Linked DNA regions of Mus musculus: all the other regions are linked to region 7. Evidence: chromatin contacts called from public Hi-C and HiChIP or PLAC-seq data. All regions are on one chromosome and are shown on one strand. The core of a region is the stretch at or near the end of the contact, and the rest is flanking DNA. Distances in the headings are between cores, read along the strand shown.

What was found. A called contact is a pair of places that touch in the nucleus more often than the background predicts. HiChIP or PLAC-seq counts read pairs in DNA pulled down with a chosen protein or histone mark.
Region 1: a contact with region 7 is called in an H3K4me3 HiChIP or PLAC-seq map of the SCID.adh cell line, with 9 read pairs. The contact joins the enhancer-like site here to the promoter of Fbxl14 in region 7. A contact is called at or near these places in 3 of 39 promoter capture datasets (the 3T3-L1 cell line, neutrophils and pre-B cells), 1 of 484 Hi-C or Micro-C datasets (embryonic stem cells), 12 of 115 datasets of contacts at active chromatin or transcription factors (the SCID.adh cell line, acute myeloid leukemia, bone marrow-derived macrophages and 7 more) and 1 of 9 other capture datasets (embryonic stem cells).
Region 2: a Hi-C map of B cells shows a contact between it and region 7, with 14 read pairs. The contact joins the enhancer-like site here to the promoter of Fbxl14 in region 7. A contact is called at or near these places in 3 of 39 promoter capture datasets (the C10 cell line, the HPC-7 cell line and cranial neural crest), 1 of 484 Hi-C or Micro-C datasets (B cells) and 11 of 115 datasets of contacts at active chromatin or transcription factors (acute myeloid leukemia, bone marrow-derived macrophages, craniofacial prominence and 7 more).
Region 3: an H3K4me3 HiChIP or PLAC-seq map of bone marrow-derived macrophages shows a contact between it and region 7, with 2.4 times the contacts expected there. The contact joins the promoter of Ninj2 here to the promoter of Fbxl14 in region 7. A contact is called at or near these places in 4 of 39 promoter capture datasets (the C10 cell line, liver, neutrophils and 1 more) and 13 of 115 datasets of contacts at active chromatin or transcription factors (bone marrow-derived macrophages, embryonic limb bud, embryonic stem cells and 5 more).
Region 4: a contact with region 7 is called in an H3K27ac HiChIP or PLAC-seq map of double positive thymocytes, with 5 times the contacts expected there. The contact joins the enhancer-like site here to the promoter of Fbxl14 in region 7. A contact is called at or near these places in 17 of 39 promoter capture datasets (3T3-L1-derived adipocytes, the C10 cell line, the HPC-7 cell line and 11 more), 1 of 15 datasets of contacts at CTCF or cohesin (the NIH/3T3 cell line), 3 of 484 Hi-C or Micro-C datasets (cerebellum, embryonic fibroblasts and regulatory T cells), 16 of 115 datasets of contacts at active chromatin or transcription factors (the 230-238 cell line, T-cell acute lymphoblastic leukemia, acute myeloid leukemia and 11 more) and 1 of 9 other capture datasets (embryonic stem cells).
Region 5: a Hi-C map of embryonic stem cells shows a contact between it and region 7, with 6 times the contacts expected there. The contact joins the enhancer-like site here to the promoter of Fbxl14 in region 7. A contact is called at or near these places in 22 of 39 promoter capture datasets (the 3T3-L1 cell line, 3T3-L1-derived adipocytes, the C10 cell line and 13 more), 9 of 15 datasets of contacts at CTCF or cohesin (the G1E-ER4 cell line, the NIH/3T3 cell line, embryonic stem cells and 3 more), 195 of 484 Hi-C or Micro-C datasets (the 63-12 cell line, the AML12 cell line, the AtT-20 cell line and 93 more), 59 of 115 datasets of contacts at active chromatin or transcription factors (the 230-238 cell line, DN3 thymocytes, the HPC-7 cell line and 37 more) and 5 of 9 other capture datasets (adipose tissue, embryonic stem cells, embryonic tail and 2 more).
Region 6: an H3K4me3 HiChIP or PLAC-seq map of bone marrow-derived macrophages shows a contact between it and region 7, with 3 times the contacts expected there. The contact joins the enhancer-like site here to the promoter of Fbxl14 in region 7. A contact is called at or near these places in 9 of 39 promoter capture datasets (the 3T3-L1 cell line, the C10 cell line, cranial neural crest and 4 more), 1 of 484 Hi-C or Micro-C datasets (uterus) and 10 of 115 datasets of contacts at active chromatin or transcription factors (the 230-238 cell line, bone marrow-derived macrophages, embryonic hindbrain and 5 more).

What each region holds. Positions count from the first base shown.
Region 1 is chr6:120,075,901-120,078,922 of GRCm38.p6, forward strand. No RefSeq gene overlaps it. Among named protein-coding and RNA genes, the nearest start is that of Ninj2, 16 kb to the right of the region's middle. Within about 2 kb of position 1,376, at least 34 of the 459 cell types and tissues checked have an H3K27ac peak or open chromatin away from gene starts, as enhancers often do. A contact at or near this core is called in the SCID.adh cell line and acute myeloid leukemia, where this site is marked.
Region 2 is chr6:120,149,429-120,152,128 of GRCm38.p6, forward strand. All of the region lies in intron 1 of Ninj2 (ninjurin 2), which reads left to right. Among named protein-coding and RNA genes, the nearest start is that of Gm25327, 7.0 kb to the left of the region's middle. Within about 2 kb of position 1,298, at least 110 of the 459 cell types and tissues checked have an H3K27ac peak or open chromatin away from gene starts, as enhancers often do. A contact at or near this core is called in B cells, the HPC-7 cell line, acute myeloid leukemia and 2 more, where this site is marked.
Region 3 is chr6:120,091,641-120,094,658 of GRCm38.p6, forward strand. Ninj2 (ninjurin 2) reads left to right here and starts at 1,740. Exons shown (of 4, transcript NM_016718.2): 1 at 1,740-1,818. The coding sequence starts at 1,786.
Region 4 is chr6:120,055,054-120,057,804 of GRCm38.p6, forward strand. No RefSeq gene overlaps it. Among named protein-coding and RNA genes, the nearest start is that of Wnk1, 18 kb to the left of the region's middle. Within about 2 kb of position 1,283, at least 67 of the 459 cell types and tissues checked have an H3K27ac peak or open chromatin away from gene starts, as enhancers often do. A contact at or near this core is called in the 230-238 cell line, T-cell acute lymphoblastic leukemia, bone marrow-derived macrophages and 3 more, where this site is marked.
Region 5 is chr6:120,186,202-120,189,089 of GRCm38.p6, forward strand. The region is part of intron 1 of Ninj2 (ninjurin 2); the gene reads left to right. Among named protein-coding and RNA genes, the nearest start is that of Gm25327, 44 kb to the left of the region's middle. Within about 2 kb of position 1,555, at least 189 of the 459 cell types and tissues checked have an H3K27ac peak or open chromatin away from gene starts, as enhancers often do. A contact at or near this core is called in the 230-238 cell line, the 63-12 cell line, B cells and 53 more, where this site is marked.
Region 6 is chr6:120,113,265-120,116,282 of GRCm38.p6, forward strand. All of the region lies in intron 1 of Ninj2 (ninjurin 2), which reads left to right. Among named protein-coding and RNA genes, the nearest start is that of Ninj2, 21 kb to the left of the region's middle. Within about 2 kb of position 1,672, at least 117 of the 459 cell types and tissues checked have an H3K27ac peak or open chromatin away from gene starts, as enhancers often do. A contact at or near this core is called in bone marrow-derived macrophages, liver and uterus, where this site is marked.
Region 7 is chr6:119,478,262-119,481,012 of GRCm38.p6, forward strand. Fbxl14 (F-box and leucine-rich repeat protein 14) reads left to right here and starts at 1,407. Exons shown (of 1, transcript NM_133940.3): 1 at 1,407-2,751. The coding sequence starts at 1,599. All of the region lies in intron 1 of Wnt5b (wingless-type MMTV integration site family, member 5B), which reads right to left.

The DNA.
Region 1 (3,022 bases), core at 126-2,625, 600 kb after region 7:
CTTCCTTTCTTTCTTTCTTTCTTTCTTTCTTTCTTTCTTTCTTTCTTTCTTTCTTTCTTTCTTTCGTTGATTTATTAATTTTATTTTTACTTTTTTCGAGACAGGGTTTCTCTGTTGGAGCCCTGGCTGTCCTGGAACTCACTCTATAGACCAGACTGACTTGGAACTCGGAGGTCCTCCTGCCTCTGCCTCCCAAGTGCTGGGATTAGCCTGGCTTAGTTATTACTTTGAGGACTGGATAGTAGAAAATAATCATCTCTAGTTTTTGTAAAAGTAGATTATTGAAGCCAGCCTATTACGATACATGCCTCTAATCTCATCCCCTGGCAAATGAAGGCAGAAAGATCAGGAGTTCAAGGTCATCCTGAACTACACAGAGGGCTTCAAGCCATCCTGGGCTACATGAGATCTTGTCTTAAACAAACAAGAAAAAGTAAGTATTGATAGAAAATTAGATTCATAAGAAATGTTTCCTTATCCAGAAAGGACTCAATCCATAGAGTGACGACGGCTTTCCTCACAAGGAAGTAAAAGCCTCCTGCTCCTTAGAGCAAGCTACTTTTCAGTATCAAAGTGGTTCTTCTGTATGTCTGCTGCTGCTGGTGGTGGTTTAGAACTCTGTTGTTCGGAGAAGCCAGGGTTTCACACAGGCCAAGCAGGCTCTGAGCCAGCTCAGCCCTCCTGATTTAATGTGCAGGGAAAGATGTTTCAAGAGCCCTGGAATTATCCTGTTTCTCCTCAGATGCACTTAAGTTGGAAGTTTTGGGAAAAGAAAGGATGTGGCTGTGACGGAGGCATCTGCTTTGGAAATAATAGCCCCGACTCCGACTCTGCATCCGCAGTCAGAACTCATTGAATGTGAGAGTGTTAAGTGAGAAGCAGTCCTAGTTACTATGACAGATGATACCAAGCGGCTGTCTGTCCAAGCTGCTGTCTGTTAAGGATTGATAAGTAGCTCTCCCTTTCAAGTGAGGTTTTCACGCTATAGCAGAAATGAAACCAAGTCAATGGGAATGATCTGAGAGGAGGACTCTGGGGCCATTCATTTTGGTTCTGTGAGAAGCTTTGAGGAGGCTGAAAAATGGAAGGGCAGCCATGTTATACTGTTGATGACATCACTGCTTGAAGTAAGACAGAAGCAAACCAGAAAGATTGGCATCAAGTGTGTGTTTCTCTCTGAGCTTCTTGGTCACTGTTAAGGCCTGGGTCACTGCTGCCTGTCTAGCCAGCCACTTTATGCTGTTTATGACTGCTACAAGGGAGCTTCCTCATGTGCTGTTACTAGGAAACTTTCTCATGCCTGAGCTGATTGCATATTCTGTTATGTTCTGTGCTTTGGTGTTCTTGGAAACCAACCACAATAGAGGTCAGTTAGAACTGCTTTGTATAGTTAGCTACAAGAAGCTCAGATCCAAACCAACTACCACATAGCACTTCCTGCACCTATAAGCTGCCCCTGGGATGGAGCTCAACATAAGAGAGGAAACTTGCAATTTCAGTAGGGGTTGAATGAAGTTGTAAGTTCCCAAGACCTCCCTGGATAACTGGCATCGTGGTTGGCTAGTTAAGACATGAATGTTAGGCAGTGCAAGTGCCCTCCCACAGTTGAATATCTCAACCAATGGGAGCAGGATAAGTGTATTACAAAGATGTGTTCCTAAGGAAGTCCCCTATACCTAAATCCTGCTTAGTGAAATAACTTGGCTCCTGACTCATTGTCACAGACAGCTCCCAAGTCTGATCAATGGCCCTGATCAATCAATCAGTCCTGGAGCAAATGCTCAATAAACTATCCCTGTCTGTGTGGTTCGTGGGGTGACTCCTGGACCCCAACAGAACCATGTAAAAAGGGAGAGAGGCTATCGAGAACAATGGGGGCCTGTCAGTTACCCAGAACAACAACAACAGAAAGATTTTTCCAAATTAAATCTTCTTTTCTTTCACACAAAGGCTCTTATTTTAGGGGTTGCTGTACAATGTAATGGGCAATGTCCCAGACAGTAATTACACAACAAATATGGAAAATTTTCGCAAGACTGTTACATACACCGGGATCTGGATTAGATTCAAGGTAACTCTAGCAAAGTGTAGTGACTGTATACTAGATTAGTTTGAAGGGTTTTTTTTGTTTGTTTGTTTGTTTGTTTTTTTTGTTTTTGGTTTTGTTTTTTTTTTTTTTTTTGGTTTTTCGAGACAGTGTTTCTCTGTATAGCCCTGGCTGTCCTGGAACTCACTTTGTAAACCAGGCTGGCCTCGAACTCAGAAATCTGCCTGCCTCTGCCTCCTGAGTGCTGGGATTAAAAGCGTGCGCCACCACCGCCCAGCTAGTTTGAAATTTTTGTTATGTTGTTTTGAAACAAGGACTCACCATGCAACCCAGGATGACCTTGAATTTGTCACTTTCCTGACTCCAGCTAGATTAATTCTCTAATGTAGAGTAAAATAATAAGAGAGCCTCTTTTTAAGTGCCAGGAGTGTTGGTGCATACAGTCTGATCTTTGTGAGTTCAAGGCTAACCTGGTCTACATAGTGAGCTCCAGGGCAGCCAAGACTACATAGTGGGATCCTATCTTAAGACAGGGTGGGGCAGGAGAGATGGTTCAGTGGTTAAGAGCATTGGCTGCTCTTGCAGAGGTCCTGAATTCAATTTCCACCACTCACATGGTAGCTCACAATGATTTGTAGCTGTAGTCTAATGGGATCCAAAACCCCTTTCTGGTACGCAGACAAAACACCCATACACACAAAAACAAATAACCAAAATAAATATTGTTTTGGTTTTTTTTTTTTTAGCTTTTTTGAGACAGTGTCTCTCTTATTTATTTTATTTTATATTATTTTTATGTGCATGGATGTTTTGCCTGCATGTCTGTTTGTGTCACGGTGCCAGATCCTCTGGATCCAAAGTTACAGACAGCTAGCTATGAGCTGCTGTGGAAGTTCTGGGAATTGAACCTGGGTCCTCTGGAAGCAGCCACTGCTCTTAACCACTGAACATCTCTCCAGAAGTTCCAAAGTTTAA
Region 2 (2,700 bases), core at 48-2,547, 670 kb after region 7:
GACCCCTAGCGTTATCCACCCAGGATTTCTTGTAGGACCAGACAAGCCTACTGACAGAACAAATTGCTACTTCATAACTGTGATTTTGCTACAGTAATGAATTGTAGTGTAAATATCTGACATGCAGGCTATCTGATGTGTGACCCCTGTGGGGTTGAGAACGTCTGCTCTAGAGGTTTGGAACCAAGAGTTTAGAGGTCGTTTGCAAGGTGACATTGCATTCCTCCCCACAAACACAGTCTGGGGAGGAGGGGCTGTGAGGAGAGGAAAGGGGAGATCCCAGATGGCTGATTCTTCCTTCTGATAACCGACCACGGCACTTCAGCCCAGCCCATTTCTGAGAGCTTTGGGGAACAGGGAGAGTTGTCAGGGATGCAAGCTTAGGCTACAGGCACTAAGGTTCTCAGCTTCCTTCACAAAGCCCCAGACCCTAACTTGGGGACCGGAAGGATACAAATGTGGTTCACTGTGGGAGAGAGCAGGAGTGGGCTGCAGGCCACAGCCGCAGGCCTCAGCCGCAGGTCACAGCCATACTGTCACATCCTGCTGCAGAGGTTCCTTGCCACAGGAGGAGAATGAGATTCTTCTGGAAAAGACGGGAAGTGGTGCCTAAGGTAGACTCCCTTGTCACGCGGAATTGAAGGGAGAAAAGTAGAACTACGCGTAGGTAGATTCATCAAGACCTTTGTCCCACAGCCTGCTTCTGCCCTCAGAGGTCAGTCAGTGAGGTCCGGCCCTGCCTCTGTGACTTCACGTACAGTCTCCAGGCCCTGCTGAGAGTGCTGCTGCTCTGAGGCTCTGCTGGAGGCACGAGAAGCATCCAAGAAGGCTCTCTACCCTGGATCCACAGGGCGATGACAGGCCCAGGGTGACAGCTCTCACTTTGTCCACACTTAACCAAGCCAACACTTAAAACAAATCATTACATTCAATCTCCACCTCTCTGTGAGATAAAGAGCCCTGCTGGACTCCATTTCACAGGGCCTCAAGGTCAAGGTCACAGGCTGGCCTAAGGCTGATCCGGTGGTCACTTTTTAGGGAGCTGACCTCAGAGCCTGCACTCCTGGCCAGAGCCCAGCACACCCTTCACATGGGAGCTGGATATGGACATGAACCAGAGTGACAGGACCTTTGGGGCCACCAAGACCTTCAGAAACCAAGTAACTGTTGATCTTGGGGGGGGCGCCCTTTCCTGGGAAGCAGGGTCATGACCCCACTGCCCAGTGCTACTTGCTCAACGTCGCTGACTAAATGAGGAAGGCTAAGGTGAGGAAATCAGGACCTCCTGAGGAAAGAGCAGAGGGGACAGAAAACCTGCTGAGGCAGAGCAGAAGCTGCCCACAAGGACACCCCGTGAGCCCTGTTGAGCTCGAGGCTGGGTGACTCTTCAGTGCACAATTGTCCACGAATGCCCAGCAAATGATGAAAAAAAAAAAAAAAATAGCATCGAGCCCAATGGGTTTTTATCTCCAGGATCCCAGGACCTCCAGCTCTCCTCCTCCCCCAACCCTGAGTTATAAACCTAGGTAAGAAAAGAACAAGCTGTGCTCTGGCCAGGACACGCTGCTCACTGGCTTCTGTAAAGACAAATGAAGCGGCTTCGGAACGGTACAGACAGGTAGACAGATAGCAGAAGGACGTTCTCAGCACACTGATGCTTCAGCTATGAGGAAAGAGACCTAGCAAGTCTCTGTCAAGGACAAGGTGCTGGGGACGCTACGGAATTATGTTCACCAGTTTTCTGTCACTGTGATAAAATAGCCAAGTTAATCAGTTTGTAAGAAAGAAAGGATGGGCCTAGAGAGCTGGCTCAGCCATTAAGAGCGCTTTCTGTTTTTTACTGACCCAGGTTCAGTTCCTAGCACCCACACGGTGGCTCTGAATCATCTGTAACTCTAGTTCCAGGGCATCTAGTAACCTCTTCTGGCCTTTGCAGCCACCAGACCTGCCTGCGGTGCACATAGATACATGCAGACAAAACATTCATACTCATAAATTAAAATAAACAAATCCTTTAAAATAAGAAAGAAAATATTATTTTGGCTCATGGTTTTTTATGATTTATTTTATTTTAATTTTTAAATGAGATGTGTGTGTCTTCAAGGGAGTGTGTGCCTATGAACGCAGGTGCTGGCAGAGACAAGAAGAAAACATTGGGTCCCCTGAGGTTAGAGTCACAGGCCTTCGTGAGCCACCCAGTGTGGGGGGCTGGGAACTGAACTCAAGTCGTCTGCAAGAGCAGTTGGTGGTTCCAACTGCGGAGCCATCTCTCCAGTCTCTGGGCAAATGGTTTCAAAGGCTGCTTGGCCTTGCTGCTTTGGCCTTGTGGCAACTCAGAGCATTATGGTAGGAGAATGTGAAGGAGAAGTCTGCTTGTCCCATGGCAGGCAGGAAGCAACCATAGAAGGGCAAAGGGGTGGGGCCCTAACATCCTCAAGAGTATGACCTAATGACCTAATGTCCTATTTAAAGCTGCACTGCCTCCCAATAGTGCCTTAAACTAAGGACCAAATCTTTAAAGATAGCCCTCTACAGGACATTTAAGATGCAAACTAAAGCAGTCTTTTTTTTTTTTTTTTTTTTTTAAACTCGTGTTTTCCTTCTGATATATTCTTAGTTCAAGCTAGGCATCATTACAGCAACCTTGCTGAGGTTAGGGGACTTGGGAAGAGAATAGTTCTTCTAATGAAATGGAGCAGT
Region 3 (3,018 bases), core at 490-2,989, 610 kb after region 7:
GGATCCTCTGACCCATCCACTTCACTGTTCCAAGACAATATTTTTGATGGGTTTTATCGCTAAAGAGGATTTTCAAGTTTCTCTATCTCTCCCTTTGAGTTATTATCCTAGAATTCCACAGAAGATGATGAGACAAAGACAAAAGAGCTGGGCTTCCCTTTGTCATCCTCAATTATGAGGGAAAGAAGGCAGAGGAAGGGAGAGCAGGCCTCGGGAGTGTGGAAGTGTCTCCTCTTTAAACTAAATGTGTGCTTTATGGAGATCCAGATTTCTGGGGTTCGAATCTTGGGTCAACCCTGAGCTCCTGCTTTGCCTCCTGGGCTTCAGTTTCTTCTGCTATAAAACAGTGGTAAGAATGGAAAGGAACTTCCAGAATGATTACGAAGAGCAGTGTATGCTAAGCACTGAGGATAGCGCCTATCAGACAGAATAGTGAACCTCTCCCACAGCCCTTATGTTGAAGATTTGGTCATCACCATGCTAATGGGAAGCAGTGGGGGTGGGTGGGAGCCAGCGGGAGGAAGCTAGGTTATTGGAGGGCCGGCTCTTGAAGGGGTATTAGAACCCTTCCTTCCCTCTCCCTTTTTCCATTTACTCCCTGCTGCCAGGAGGTGAACAGACTTCCTCTGTAACACATTCTTACATGATTTAGGCCTGCTGCTACCCACTCCAAAGAGCAGGGCCTGCCAACCAAGAACTGAAATCTCTGTACCCATGAACCAAAGGTGGATTGATTGTCCTAAGGATGTTGTCACGGTGACAGAAAGCTGACTGACACATATATAGCTGTGGGAGGTAGGGCATGATGGGTAATCTTGTTCACTTGACATAATTCTCAGGCATCATCTAACCCCACCCCCTCTCCTTTTCCCATGTGAGACTGGTAAGAATAAATGCCCAGCTCTGCCCTGCCCCATTCCCACCTCCCATTACCCTGAATGGAAATTCTCCCTGGCAGCCATCGTCTACCACACTCACAGACTCCCACCACAGCAGTTTGGATCTAAAACAGGTCTAGGAACAAGACAGAAGTGTTTTAGGTTCTAAGGTAAACAGAAGAAATAATCAGTTTCCAAAAAAAAAAAAAAAGTCTGACTGTCCTAGCTCTCTTTTATAAGTGAGGGGAATGCTGCTGGCCTGGTCAAGAGGATTTGAAGGTGCAGCGTCCCCTGTGCTCTCAAAGCTCTGTCCTGCTCAGAGAAGACGAAGGTACCAATTTGTATTACTGACCTTGTAGCTTTGCATCCTACCTGGTAAGCTACTCCCTCCTCTCTCCCTCTCTTAGGAACGGAGGGTACAAACAGAACGAGGGAGAGGAAGGGAGAAACCTCTGAACCTCATGTCTTGGGATTGGGCTGAAGCCATCCCACGATTGGTGACCTGACACCCTACTCTGAGCAACTAGTGTGCTGTGTGAAAACCCCGTTAGAGCTGTCCTCCGATTTCCTTGGTAAACATGCAGAATTATGTTTTCAGTAGCAAACCTAACTGCCTCAAAGCAGGCAGGCGCCAGTCACCTCAGATGGCCTGGCTGGGATTCGAGGGACAACTCAAAAGGCCACCTCTCAATATGCCACATGCGGGGCAGACACTCGCACACGTGTGCACCTCCCCCCAGGGGTTGAGGCCAAGCCAAGCATCCCACATCCACGGATGAATAGCTGGTCTGTCTTGCAGCAGCGCTTTCTCCCACCTCAGAAGAGCCATAAGCCCAGACTGCCCAGCTGAAAAATCCACGCAAACTGCAGACACTCGGAGGGTGGCGAGTGGCCCCAGGGCAGCAAGATGGAGTCAGACCGAGAAACCATCCACCTTCAAGTAAGTTCTGTGGGAAGCCAAGAGGGGTGGGGGGATCCTGGGAGCGGTTGTGAAGGTGGCATTGATAGCCATCCCAACCTCTACTCTCTCTCTCTTCCTCACCCCCTTCTCTGAACACACTGGCCTTTGCTCTTTAGTCCCATTTTGATACCCCTGGCTGGTTCCTCACATGTTGTTAGACGTGAAATTTCAATTCCTCTCAGCCTCTGCTTCCTCTAGTCAAAGAGCTAATAAGATCTGTGTTATCAGAAAATGATTTCATATTCTGTGCAGTGCTTTCCTCCAAGCCCTGGCACAGTGACTGCTACATGAGAGCTGCCCGGCTGGCTGTCCTCTTAGAGACAAGAAAATACAAAGCTGGGGTTTTAGAGAGAGTAAGAGAGGCAAGTGGCCAACTCTATATTTTTATAGGTTGGAAAAACCTAAACTTTTCTGAGACCTGAGTCTATAAGGCTCTCTTGTGTGGGACAGACAGTGTCTCATTCAGGCAACAGCAGCATGAAGTAGGCAACCACGTACTAGGAAGATAGTCAGGTGTCCTGCCCTTGGTGTTACAGGCCTGGAAGGCACTAGAAAAAATGGAAGGTTCTAGCAAGGGCAGAGAGCCAATCAGACAGAGTAGCATCAGCTGTAAATTGCATGTTAACTTTTCCAAGAGTCAGACAATTAAACGGCAGAAAAGGACTTTCTAAAAAATCCTTTTTAGATTTATTTTTGTGTTTATGAGTATTTTGCCTGTATCTGTATCTACGCCACATGCATGCCTGGTACCTGTGGAGATCGGAGGACAGTGCTGGGTTTTTAGGAACTGGAATTACTTATGGTCATGAACCACCACGTGGTTGCTGCGAACTGATGGAAATTGAACCCAGACCCTCTCTGCAAGAGCAACAAGTGCCCTGAACCACTGAGCCATCTTTCTAGCCCCCAGGAAAGGACTTTTAAGATCAAGAATGTTTGATACCAAAACATGATCTTTAGACTAAACACAAGCTCCCAAACTAGTATATGCTTGACCTGAGCTGGAGAGATTGGTCGGCTTCCTGCTCTTGTGGAAGATGTGTGAGTTTGCCATTTTGGACACTCAGGGCCTCCCACAGGCTCAGCACACACTCTGTCTCTCTGCTGCATCCTCTCTACTTTTGGAATGCATTTAGAGCAGGTTTAGGTTCATAGTACACTTAAAGGAACAGGGAACTC
Region 4 (2,751 bases), core at 33-2,532, 580 kb after region 7:
AACAGATTACCTATAGACCAATGTTTATAGCAACGTTATTCAAGAGAGCTCAATGCTGGGAACAATACAAGTGTCTATCACTACATGAGTGAATAAATAACATGTGGTGTATGCTGCAATGGAATATTGTCCAACCTTTAAAAGGGATAAAATCTTCTTATCCAAGGTAGAAAAGGCAAATTCAGAGAGACAGAAAGGAAATTACAGGTTACCGAGGGTCGGTGTATTACTGTTTAATGGGCACCGAGCTTTTATTTTGAGTCATGAAAAAGGATATTGGTAATGATTACTCAACATGTTAAATGCACTTAATGCCACTAAATGTATGTTCTAAAATGAGGGGCTGGTGAGATGGCTCAGTGGGTAAGAGCACCCGACTGTTCTTCTGAAGGTCCAGAGTTCAAATCCCAGCAACCACATGGTGGCTCATAACCATCCTTAACGAGATCTGACTCCCTCTTCTGGAGTGTGTGAAGACAGCTACAGTGTACTTACATATAATAATAAATAAATCTTTAAAAAAAAAAAGTTTAAAAAAAAAATAAAATAAAATAAAATGAGTAAAATGGTAAACACTATATATATTATGTGTATACACACATACACACACACACACACACACACACACACACACAATTTTTTCCTACAACCAGAAAAGAATAATGAATCAAAAGTATGAGAGAAGACCAGAAAAAGTACTTCAGATAGACTCTTTTGGCAACACCTGGGGCAACCTACTCATGTTAAGTCTATAAGACAGTTTTGAGGGGCCTCTGGAAACAGGGATGGGTGAGCAGAGTTTACAAGAGAGACAGGAAATTGTCACCTGTGCATCAAAAGGGGCATCTATAGCTACAGTGCCTTGCAGTTGTAATGCTTTGAGAAAAGTAGTTTCAGGTTGATTGTTGGCTGGGGTCACTCTGAAACTGAGCCCCTACAAGGCTTAGCTTTCCACTTGGCTTGTTTTCTTGGCTCCTCTTTCAGTGTCTGAGCCAAAGCCAAGACCAGAGCATCACCAGGGATTCAAGAGAGACTAGGATCTAGTATCCTAGTGTCTCCTCAGCTTCTGTCCCCTCAGGTCAACTGAGTCCTTCCTTCTTGTGCCCACTGTCAGCTATACTTCTAAAACTTCAGTCTTTGAGCCTGCCCAGGCATTTTTTTTTCCTCTCCAGCTTCTAAATGGGGTTCAAGAAGTGTTTTTCTGGTTCTTCCTGCTTAACACCTGCTTTTGTAATTACTCTCTTAGAGCCACAACAAATGCTTTTTCCTTCCTGTTTCCTCAGGCAGCAAACCATAACCAGCTCAGGCTGGTGAGGAAGTCTAGCACTTTCTCCATCCCTACTCCCATCCCCCATGACTTCTGATTGTCTTTGTCAGCCACAGCTGTCGTGTGTGTGTGTGTGTGTGTGTGTGTGTACGCACATATATAAATATACATAATAAATTGCATATGATATAATGTATATGTTTTATTTTATACATATTATACATGTATTAATATATTAAATATTATATAACTTACATAATATGCTATATATAAATTACATAATTTTCAGCACTTTGGAGACAGAGTCAGGTGGATATCTATGAATTCAAGTCCAGCCTAGTGTACATAAGTTCAAGGAAAGCCAGAACTACATAGAGAGATCCTGCCCCACCCACCCACACACAAAACGTCTTGTTTTATGTATATGAATGTTTTTTCTGCTCTCTGCAGAAAAAAATGTATTCTGTTGTAGTGAACATGGTAGGTTATTAGCAGAATGTGTATGTCTGTGTAACTATGTCTGCTCCTGGTGCAAAAGAGAGTGTCAGATCTCCCTGGAACTGGGGTAAGAAGATGGTGGTGAGCCACTATATGGGTACTAGGACTCAAACCCAGTCCTCTGGAAGAGCAGCCAATGCTCTTAGCCACTGAGCCATTTCTCCAGCTGCACCCCACCACCCCACTGTTAGATATACAGTTCAGCATCATAAGGTATGAGTCACATTGCCATGTAACTAATCTCTAGGATTCCTTTATTTTGCAAACTGAAACTTCATACCCATTAAGGGTCAGCTCCTCTTCCTCCTTCCCTAACAGCTCTGGCAATCACCATTCTGTAGTCTGTCTCTGTGACCCTAACTACTCGAAGAATCACAGGCTACTTGGCTTACCTTACTTAGTACATCTCAAAGCTCATGAAGTTGTAGCATAGGCCTTTGCCTCTGAAGACTGGAGAATACTCCATTGTGTATACGTAGCATGCACAATGCACCATGCACTGGAGGCATCTGGGTTGTTCTTGACTGGTTAATGTGAACAATGCTCCTGTGCATCTGGATGTATAAATATGTCTGGAGTGAGGCTGGTGAGAAGGCGACGCCTAAAGACCTGAACTCAGTTTCCAGGGCCCACAGAGTGGAAAGCAAGAACTAACTTCTGCAAGTTGCCCTTTGACCTCCACAAGTATGCAATGGCATGCACACCCTTCCCCCAAAATAAATAAATAGATAAATGAATGAATGCATGAATGAATGAATGAGTAAATAAATAAATAAATAAATGAAGTTTACACAGACATACATGTCTATATCTGACTTTAGTTTTTTAAGGTATGGATCTCTATACTGATTGCTGTGACCAAATACCTGATAGAACCACAGCTCAGAATTCACAGCTCAGAATATAATCTGTCATGATGGTAAGCTGTTCCTGGACAGCTCTGTCCATAGTCATGGGAGCACTGAGGCAGAGCTTCTCACATCTTG
Region 5 (2,888 bases), core at 305-2,804, 710 kb after region 7:
TCTATGGCCAGTACCAAGGATACTGCAGTACAGCAAGCAAGATGCTCCATTGAAGGGGGTCTGGCACACAACTCCTCTTCCGTCTGCTAGGCCCTTTCTGAATGAATGCAGAGTTCATTCACTTGTTCATTAGCCCTGTCAGGTGAGGTGCTGCAGCACCGAGGGAGACAAAGTCCACAGTCCCCGCAGCAGCCGTTGGGGTGGCATGAAGGGTCATTTTATCTCCTGGCTTCCCCACTTTAGACACTTTATTCCCTGCTAACCCTTGCCGTTTTAGGAGATTAGGAGGGCAGGACTGTACGGCAGGCAGGGATCTTCACTGCATCCTAGATGTCTGCGTCTGATAGAAGGAGCTGGAGATGTGGTTTGTTGAACTGGACTGAATAGGCGGGCATCTTGGCAGGCTCTCTCCGGGCTGGATGGGGTGGAAAATTCAGCACCTTCCCCTTTTCCCATCTAGCTGACAGATACCATGGCCTGCTGGGGGTCTTCTCACCTGGACTACAGCCAGAAACTGTCAGTACTTCTTGTTCTAATTGCATTACATTCCAAACAAGAACTCTCGCCTTTTGAAATGTATGCTCTAGTGGGGAGGCCACACTCACTCTCATCGTGGTGTGCAATGTTGACTTTCAACTTCAGAACTAACTTCTGGGTTTGTTTGTCATTGTTTGGAGACAAAGGCATCTCTCTCTCTCTCTCTCTGTTTCTTTTCTTCCTTCTTTCTTTGTTTATTTTTTATTCTACATTTAGACTTCTCTCTGGATTCAGGTTCTCCATTACAGCTTGGAGAAATCCCGTGGCTCAGATGTACTGAAGTGGCAGAGCCCTTCAGCACCCATGACGCCTCAGCTCTGGTGTGGCCGAGGATGAAAAGAAAGGGGCCTCGGGCTCTCGGAGACAAGGCAATGGTGTGCCTATAATGGGTATAGGGGAGAGATGCTGCCACCCATCCTGGCTGCCAGGATAAAATGAAATCTGGGCTTCGTTTCATTGGTTTTCCTGTGGGAAAACCTAGAAATACTACATTAAAATTCTTTAGACTGGTCCTTTGAGGGTCTGTTTGGTTCTTTTTTGAGGCAAGATCTCTCACTCTTGAAGCCCAGGTTGAACTGGAACATCCTACGTAGCCCAGGCTAGCCTTAAACAAGCCTCTTACCCCAGCTTCCTAAGTACTGGGTTTGAAGGTGTGAGCCATAATTCTGGGTGGGCCTTTTGAGGTTTGTGAAAGCTGGGTGTAGTGGCTTAGCGACCCAGGTCCCAGATCCCAGGAACTCTAATACTTAAAAGCTGGGTGGTCCTGGCAACCTCACTGAACTGTTCTGACCCTTGGTTTCCGGGGAGCAGAGGGGGGGGGGAGGTGCTATTAAATGAATTAAAAGGCAAAATCAACATGAAACTGGCCAGCAGAGGCGCGCAGAAAGAGACTTCCAGGGCAGCCATGGATAGGGCAGTGGTCCTCATGCCCGGGCATCTCTCCTGATTGTCTGATTCAGTCAGAGAACCTGCCTACCCATCCCCCGCCCCTGTTGGGGATCCAGCCTACGAGTGAAAGGGAAGTGGTCTGTCACCAAGCCACGCCTCTGACCCAGCACCTTCGTTACTGTGTGCTCCCCGCTGCTTCTGCTTCCACATCAAATCCACACGCGTTGAGAACCATATTCAAAAAAAGAGCGCCGGCCTAAGGACTTCCATATGGGCACACAGCCCTTCAGATCTGACCTTTGGGCAGCCAATTTCTTGGAACTTCGGTTCCTTCACTTACAAATTTGGGACTAGTTCCATTTTCAGAGCTGTGCTCGGCAGGCAGCATTGTCTTTGTTGCTCTTTCCGTGTTAACTCTTTTACTTGGCTCTTAAAAGTAGGATCCACGGGGCAGCGGGGCAGCGGAGGTGGGCTGGGTGGACCTGGAGAATATTTGCTTTGGGGGAAACTCTAGAGCCAAAGTGGACTCTAGAGCTAAGTGCCAAATGGGGCTGAAAACCTCCAAGCAAAGTTCTGACCCAGAAAGTGCTCTGGTCTTGGGTGAGCACTGGGGGGTGGGGGGGTGGGGGGAACAGATAGATCCTTGGGCAGTTTGTGTGTGGTAAATCCACGGTTAACTGCACTCTGAGTAGTCTTTCCTAAAGGCCACTGGCCAAGTTCTGTTTGCAGGGGAGATGGGCGAGCTCTCCGCAAAGAGTAAGCAGGCCCCGCCGCGCTCTCCCACGCAGGTCCTCCCTTGCAGCCTCTCTGCACATTCTGCCTCCTCTAGTGGAGGACCAACCCTATTGTCGCCTGTAATTCTCACTTGGGTTTCCGAAGACTCAGATTCCTGCCGGGGAGGGGCTGAGCTAACCTGAGCCTCTCTAAGCAGTTTCCTGGCCTCCCCTGCGGGACAACCGCAGTCCCGCAGCCCTTCCCCCCAGCCCCCCCGAAGGCCACGCCCCTCATCTTTAATGTTGCACGGTCCAGGCCCAGTCCTGGGGCCTTGGGCAAGAGCTGGAGCCTCCCAGGGAGGTTGAATCCAAGGCTGGAGGAGCTTTCAGGGACAGTCAGGGATTATCACCAGAATAACACGCAAAAGACACCCCGCCCTACCGCGGATTAGAGGCTGTTGATTTTTAAGGGCAAGACGGCTGCTCTTGGCATGGAAGGCCAAGGGCGGCACAGTGGCGGCATGGGGCCTGCCCCAAACAGAGAGCCGCAGGAGTCTGCCCTTTTGTGGGTTTTGGCCTGAAGACAGTGACAGCACCGGGCCTGTCAGCCCTATGTGAGGATTACAGTCCAGGAGAGAAAAAGACAGTCCTTAGGGGTGGAGCAGGTTTTCCAACAGATGTCCCAAGCCACTCCCCTGTCCCGGAAGTGATGCCACACCCTAAAGCTCTTTTCTTTAATAAATTTGTGGG
Region 6 (3,018 bases), core at 422-2,921, 640 kb after region 7:
AAGTATGATATTGTTAGGACATTTTTCAACCTTAGCCATACTAGGACAGTGCTTAAGAATTCCGCTAGAATTTACCAAGAGCAGAGTCAAAGATGTGTGTGGAATTTTGACCTGACTTCCAAGAGAAGCATCCAGGTTTGGGACTTATTTCTTTTCCCATCCTCTCTGCCTGGTATAGAGAGCACAAGACTAAGCTATAGTTGAGAGCCTCTGCAAGCAGAACCTTGCTATAGACCCATACAACCTGAGGACGTTGGTCGCAGTTTGAAGGTCCAGAAAGCTTGGCATATGCGCAAGGCAAAATTTGTTTGGTTTTTTTGCTGAGATCCCAGCTAATGGCTGGTTTTTATTATTTGAAAGTCAGTATAGGCAGATTGTCAAATAATTTAATCTCAAAGCATGACTAGACAAGAGAAAGGTCTACCAACCACCTGTAGGAGCTACTCTAAAGTGAGTATACAGATTGAGGAAGGTCTAACCCTATTTTCTAACTGGCTGCTCCTTTCTTCAGAGATTAGAGCTGAAAGCACTCTTGAGTGTGGGAACCATGGGGGAAGAAGGGTGTGCTAACACAAACAAGACAACTAAAGGGGGAATTTTATGCACTGAAATGTTGCTTGATTCTAGAATTGAAAGTCACACCAAAGGGGGGTGGGCACAATAAAACCGGCTGAGGGTATAGCTGAGTAATAGAGCCAGGTTTGTGTACGTGTTAGAACCCAGGCCCTGTTCCCAACACTAAACAGAACACACCCCTTGGAAAGAAACCACCAAGGGACTGAGAGATGGCTCAGCAGTTAAAAGCACTTGTTATTCTTGCAGAGTACCTGGGTTCGATTCCCAGCACCCACATGGTGGCTCTTCACCATCTGTAACTCTACTTCTAGGGGATCTATCTCATGGCTACTTCTAGGCACCAGGCATGCACATGATACACAAACACAAGCAGGCAAAACCCTCAAAGTGAGCAAGTCTTTAAAACAGAAAGAAAGAAACAGCTAAGAAGAAAAGGGAGTTACCAGGCACCCAGGAGGAGCTAAGGAGCATATTGGAGACCCAAGGCTGCAGGGTTTTGCAAGGGAGGGAGGATAGAGTGGAAAAATTACACTTTCCTTGAGCCAGAAACCCTGATATCTCCTTTTTTTGGGGGGGGGGGAGCGTCAGTTAATCTGGGCATGATGGGTGCACATGCCTATAACCCCAGCCAGCACCCTGGGGACAGAGACAAGCAGATTCCTGAGACTTCCAGGCCAGCCTGGTCTATAGAGCAAGTTCCAGGGCAGCAGGGATGCATAGAGATCCTTTCTCAAACAAAACAAAACAAAACAAAACAAAACAAAACAAAGCAAAGCAAAGCAAAGCAAAGCAAAGCAAAGCAAAACAAAGCAAAACAAAGCAAAACCAAACCCCAAACACACAGACCAAGAGTCGGTTTCCATATTAACAGAGCAAGGACTTCAGATGTGATGAGTTTCTAAGCTGTCGCCCAGCTTGGAAACTCCTGCGTCTACAATGATATTTTCATTAAATGACACTCTGCTCCTCCAGCTCAAAAACACGTTAATCATCTGACTAACTGCTCAGATTTCCTGCTTTATGAGATCATCATTGCCTGTTCCAAGTGCTTTTGGCTGCCAGAGAGCAAACTTTCCGCTGGTGGACTGGAAACGTGTTTCACTGTGACAATAGAGCTGGCAGTTGGAGGGCTGCTAATTTAATCCAAAACAGTGCTGAGCTGGGGTCATCTCCACCCGGCTTTCCTGGATCTCAGACGGCAGTTTCCTACTTTGCTTTCTGACAGCTGCAAACTTGATCCTTCAGGGTTTTGCCAAGGGAGAATTGGGGTCCTGGAAACCGTACCTCATGCTCCCAGCTAGCTTAATGTGCCTCTCTCTCCTCCAGGCCACTGTCACTCTTGCCTTAAGCAGTGGTTCTTAGTAACTTAGAGCTGAGGTTGAACCTACCTTCAGGAGTCACTGGTTTGGGGATCCATGTATATCTTATGACTACAGTCTGGATAATGGTCATGTTCTGTCAGTTACAAACCACACATAGTTTCCAGAATGCTGCAGTAGCTCCTTACAGGTACCCTGGGTGGCTGTGTGGGGGTGGGGTGGGGGGTGGGGGGGTAGGGGTGGGTGTGTTTGTGTATGCTTGTGTGCTTGTGTGTGTGTGTGTGTGTGTGTATGCTTCTGTGAATGTGTGTCTGTGTAAGGATGTATATGAGTGCATGTATGTCTGTGTATCTTTCCAGAAAATTCTCACATAGTGCCCCGAGTACTCTCACAGAGGCACGCACACCAGGGAGGGGATTAGGGAAGGTTAGTCACTAATCACCTTCAGAAGTGTGGTTAAAGGCAAAGACTCTGGAGCTGAACTGCCTGGGTTTGAATCCTGGACCTGTCACTTGTTTGCTGGGATGTCTGCTCTAGGGAAAACTACTTACCCTGTCTGTGCCTCATTTTCTTAGAAGATTGTTGTAAAGGGAAGGCACCAGGAGCAACCAACATCTACCGGGGTAAATGCTATGAAGGCCTTGGCAAGTCCTGTGCTAACTGCCTAGGATGTATTATTCCCCTTTTGAAAAGGAAAAAAAACATACTGAAGTCTACACTAGCTTGCAACAAATAACTGTGACTGTGTCTATGAAGAAAGAGAAAACTGATGTAAGATCAGCCTTTTTGTCTTGTCCGTTTCCTTCTTTGTAAAAGGGTTTGTGCTGTGCCTAATTGTGTGTGTGGTCCTCCTCCTCTTCTTCCTCTTCTTCCTCCTCCTCCTTTTCCTTTTAAAGTCAGGATCTCATGTAGCCCAGTCTGGCTTCAGTCTTGCTATGTAGCCGAGGAAGATTATGAATTCGTGATGTCTGCTTCCTTCTGGTATCGCCACACCTGGTTTTATGTGGTACCAGAGGACTGAACCCAGGGCTTCATCTGTGATAGGCAAAAATTCTAGCAACTGAGCTACATCCTAACCTCCAGCCCCTACTTAATACTATGAATTACCATGCTAGACTATATA
Region 7 (2,751 bases), core at 157-2,656:
CTAGGAGAGGGATGACTTCTTCAAGTCGTCTTCTGACCACTAGATACTGGCTGTGGAGCATGCCCTCTCCCCATTAAAGAAATACAATGTATTAATAATAATAATGATGATGATGTCTTGTTCAGGTTCCCAAAGAGTCAAGGAAACAGCTAAGTCAGGTTGTTTTGTATCTAGATGTGTGAACTTGTAACTTATTTAAGATTCTCAGGTTCCTTTTCTCTGAACTAAAAACTCTTGGCTTCAGGGGTCATAAAAATACAATTCTGAAATCCTATCCTTCATGCAGATATTTAAGACCCGAGGCTACACTGTATAGAGTTGAGCTCTGCCCTAGATTCATAAAATATACATAAAGCATAAGGCTGGAGCATCTTTAACCAGACCAAAGAGTGTATGTGTGTCAGCACATACAGATGTATTAGGTATCCGTACAGCTGGGCCGTGCAATCTACAGTCTAAGTGGCCGAGGAAAAAGACAAAACCTGGTGTAGGTTAGAGCGCAAGGCAGGGGCAGAAGCAGTGGGAAGTTTTGACACAAAGTTGAAAGGGAAAGGAACTCACATGGGTGTATGGAAACAACAAGATTGTGGAAGGCAGGCACACTGGACAACTTCCAGAAATTTCTAGAACGAGAGCTGTCAAACTATGCTGACTAAAAGCCACTTTCTCCACCAAATTAAGACTCACTACTAAAGAGAAAGGAATGGTGGGAAGGCCGCCCGACTGGGGCAGTGGGTGTGGTGAGATGGTTAAAGGCGCTCTGAGAAGTAACGCGGGCTAGAGGGGATGGAATATGCGGGCAAGAGAGGATGAAGTATGCGGGCGGGAGAGGGCGTGGAGTAAGCGTGGACACCGAGGGGAGCAGCCCGTGGGCCATCGGGCGCTCTTTAGGGCTGCACGGTGCGGCGAGGCCGCCAGCCATCCCGGCGCGCATGGGGTTAAGCCTCCGCGGCCGAGGGCAGAGCCCGGTTTCCAAGGAAACGGCTCCACCAGTTCCGGCGGCGCGGGCGCGTACCACTGAGCGGGGGAGCCGGCGCGGAGGACGCGGAGGGCGCAGCGCGGCTGGCCGGCTCCTAGGGCGCAGGCCCGATCACGCCGGTGAGTTCGCCGCGTCCCGCCGCCCGCGGCCGTGAATCGGACCCGCGCGACTTAGGCGGGGGAGGAGCGGCGCGCGGCGGCCCCAGAGTCCCCCCGCGCAGCGGCCGAGTGCGAGCAGCCCGGGGCTGGGCAGTTTGAACCGCGGACGGCAGACAAAGGCAGCAGGAAGCCGTCCGCAGCCCGAGCGCCCGGCCCGGGCCTCGCCGGCGCGCGCAGCAGCGACGCGGCCGGGCGCGGGATGCCGCAGGGCGCGGGGCGGCGCGCGGGCGCGGACGCGGCGCCCGCCCCGGCCGGGATGTGAGGCCCGAGCGGCCGCGCGGGGGCGGGAAGGGCGGCAGGAAGGAAGCGCCGCTCGGACGCGCCGGGAGGAGGAGCGGCGGCCCGGCCGGAAGGCGGGGAGGGGCGGCCGTTGGCCCGCGGCGGGCCGCTCTCGGCGCCTCCCGGGGCGGCGGCGGCGCCCGCGCCTCCTGCACCCGGCGCGGCGTAGCGGCGGGAGGAAGATGGAGACCCACATCTCGTGCCTGTTCCCCGAGCTGCTGGCCATGATCTTCGGCTACTTGGACGTCCGAGACAAGGGTCGCGCGGCGCAGGTGTGCACGGCCTGGCGGGACGCCGCCTACCACAAGTCGGTGTGGCGGGGCGTGGAGGCCAAGCTGCACCTGCGCCGGGCGAACCCGTCGCTGTTCCCCAGCCTGCAGGCCCGGGGCATCCGCCGCGTGCAGATCCTCAGCCTCCGCCGCAGCCTCAGCTACGTGATCCAGGGCATGGCGAACATCGAGAGCCTCAACCTCAGCGGCTGCTACAACCTCACCGACAACGGCCTGGGCCACGCGTTCGTGCAGGAGATCGGCTCGCTGCGCGCTCTCAACTTGAGCCTTTGCAAGCAGATCACCGACAGCAGCCTGGGCCGCATAGCCCAGTACCTCAAGGGCCTGGAGGTGCTGGAGCTGGGGGGCTGCAGCAACATCACCAACACCGGCCTTCTGCTCATTGCCTGGGGGCTGCAGCGCCTCAAGAGCCTTAATCTCCGCAGCTGTCGCCACCTCTCGGATGTGGGCATCGGGCACCTGGCCGGCATGACGCGCAGCGCTGCCGAGGGCTGCCTGGGCCTGGAGCAGCTCACTCTTCAGGACTGCCAGAAACTCACGGATCTTTCCCTGAAGCACATCTCGCGAGGGCTGACGGGCCTCCGGCTCCTCAACCTCAGCTTCTGCGGCGGCATCTCGGACGCGGGCCTTCTGCACCTGTCGCACATGGGCAGCCTGCGCAGCCTGAACCTGCGCTCCTGCGACAACATCAGCGACACCGGCATCATGCATCTGGCCATGGGCAGCCTGCGCCTTTCCGGTCTGGATGTGTCGTTCTGTGACAAGGTGGGAGATCAGAGTCTGGCGTACATAGCCCAGGGACTGGACGGCCTCAAGTCCCTCTCCCTTTGCTCTTGCCATATCAGTGACGATGGCATCAACCGCATGGTGCGGCAGATGCACGGGCTGCGCACGCTCAACATTGGACAGTGTGTGCGCATCACGGACAAGGGCCTGGAGCTGATCGCTGAGCACCTGAGCCAGCTCACGGGCATAGATCTGTACGGCTGCACCAGGATCACCAAGCGCGGCCTGGAGCGCATCACGCAGCTGCCCTGCCTCAAGG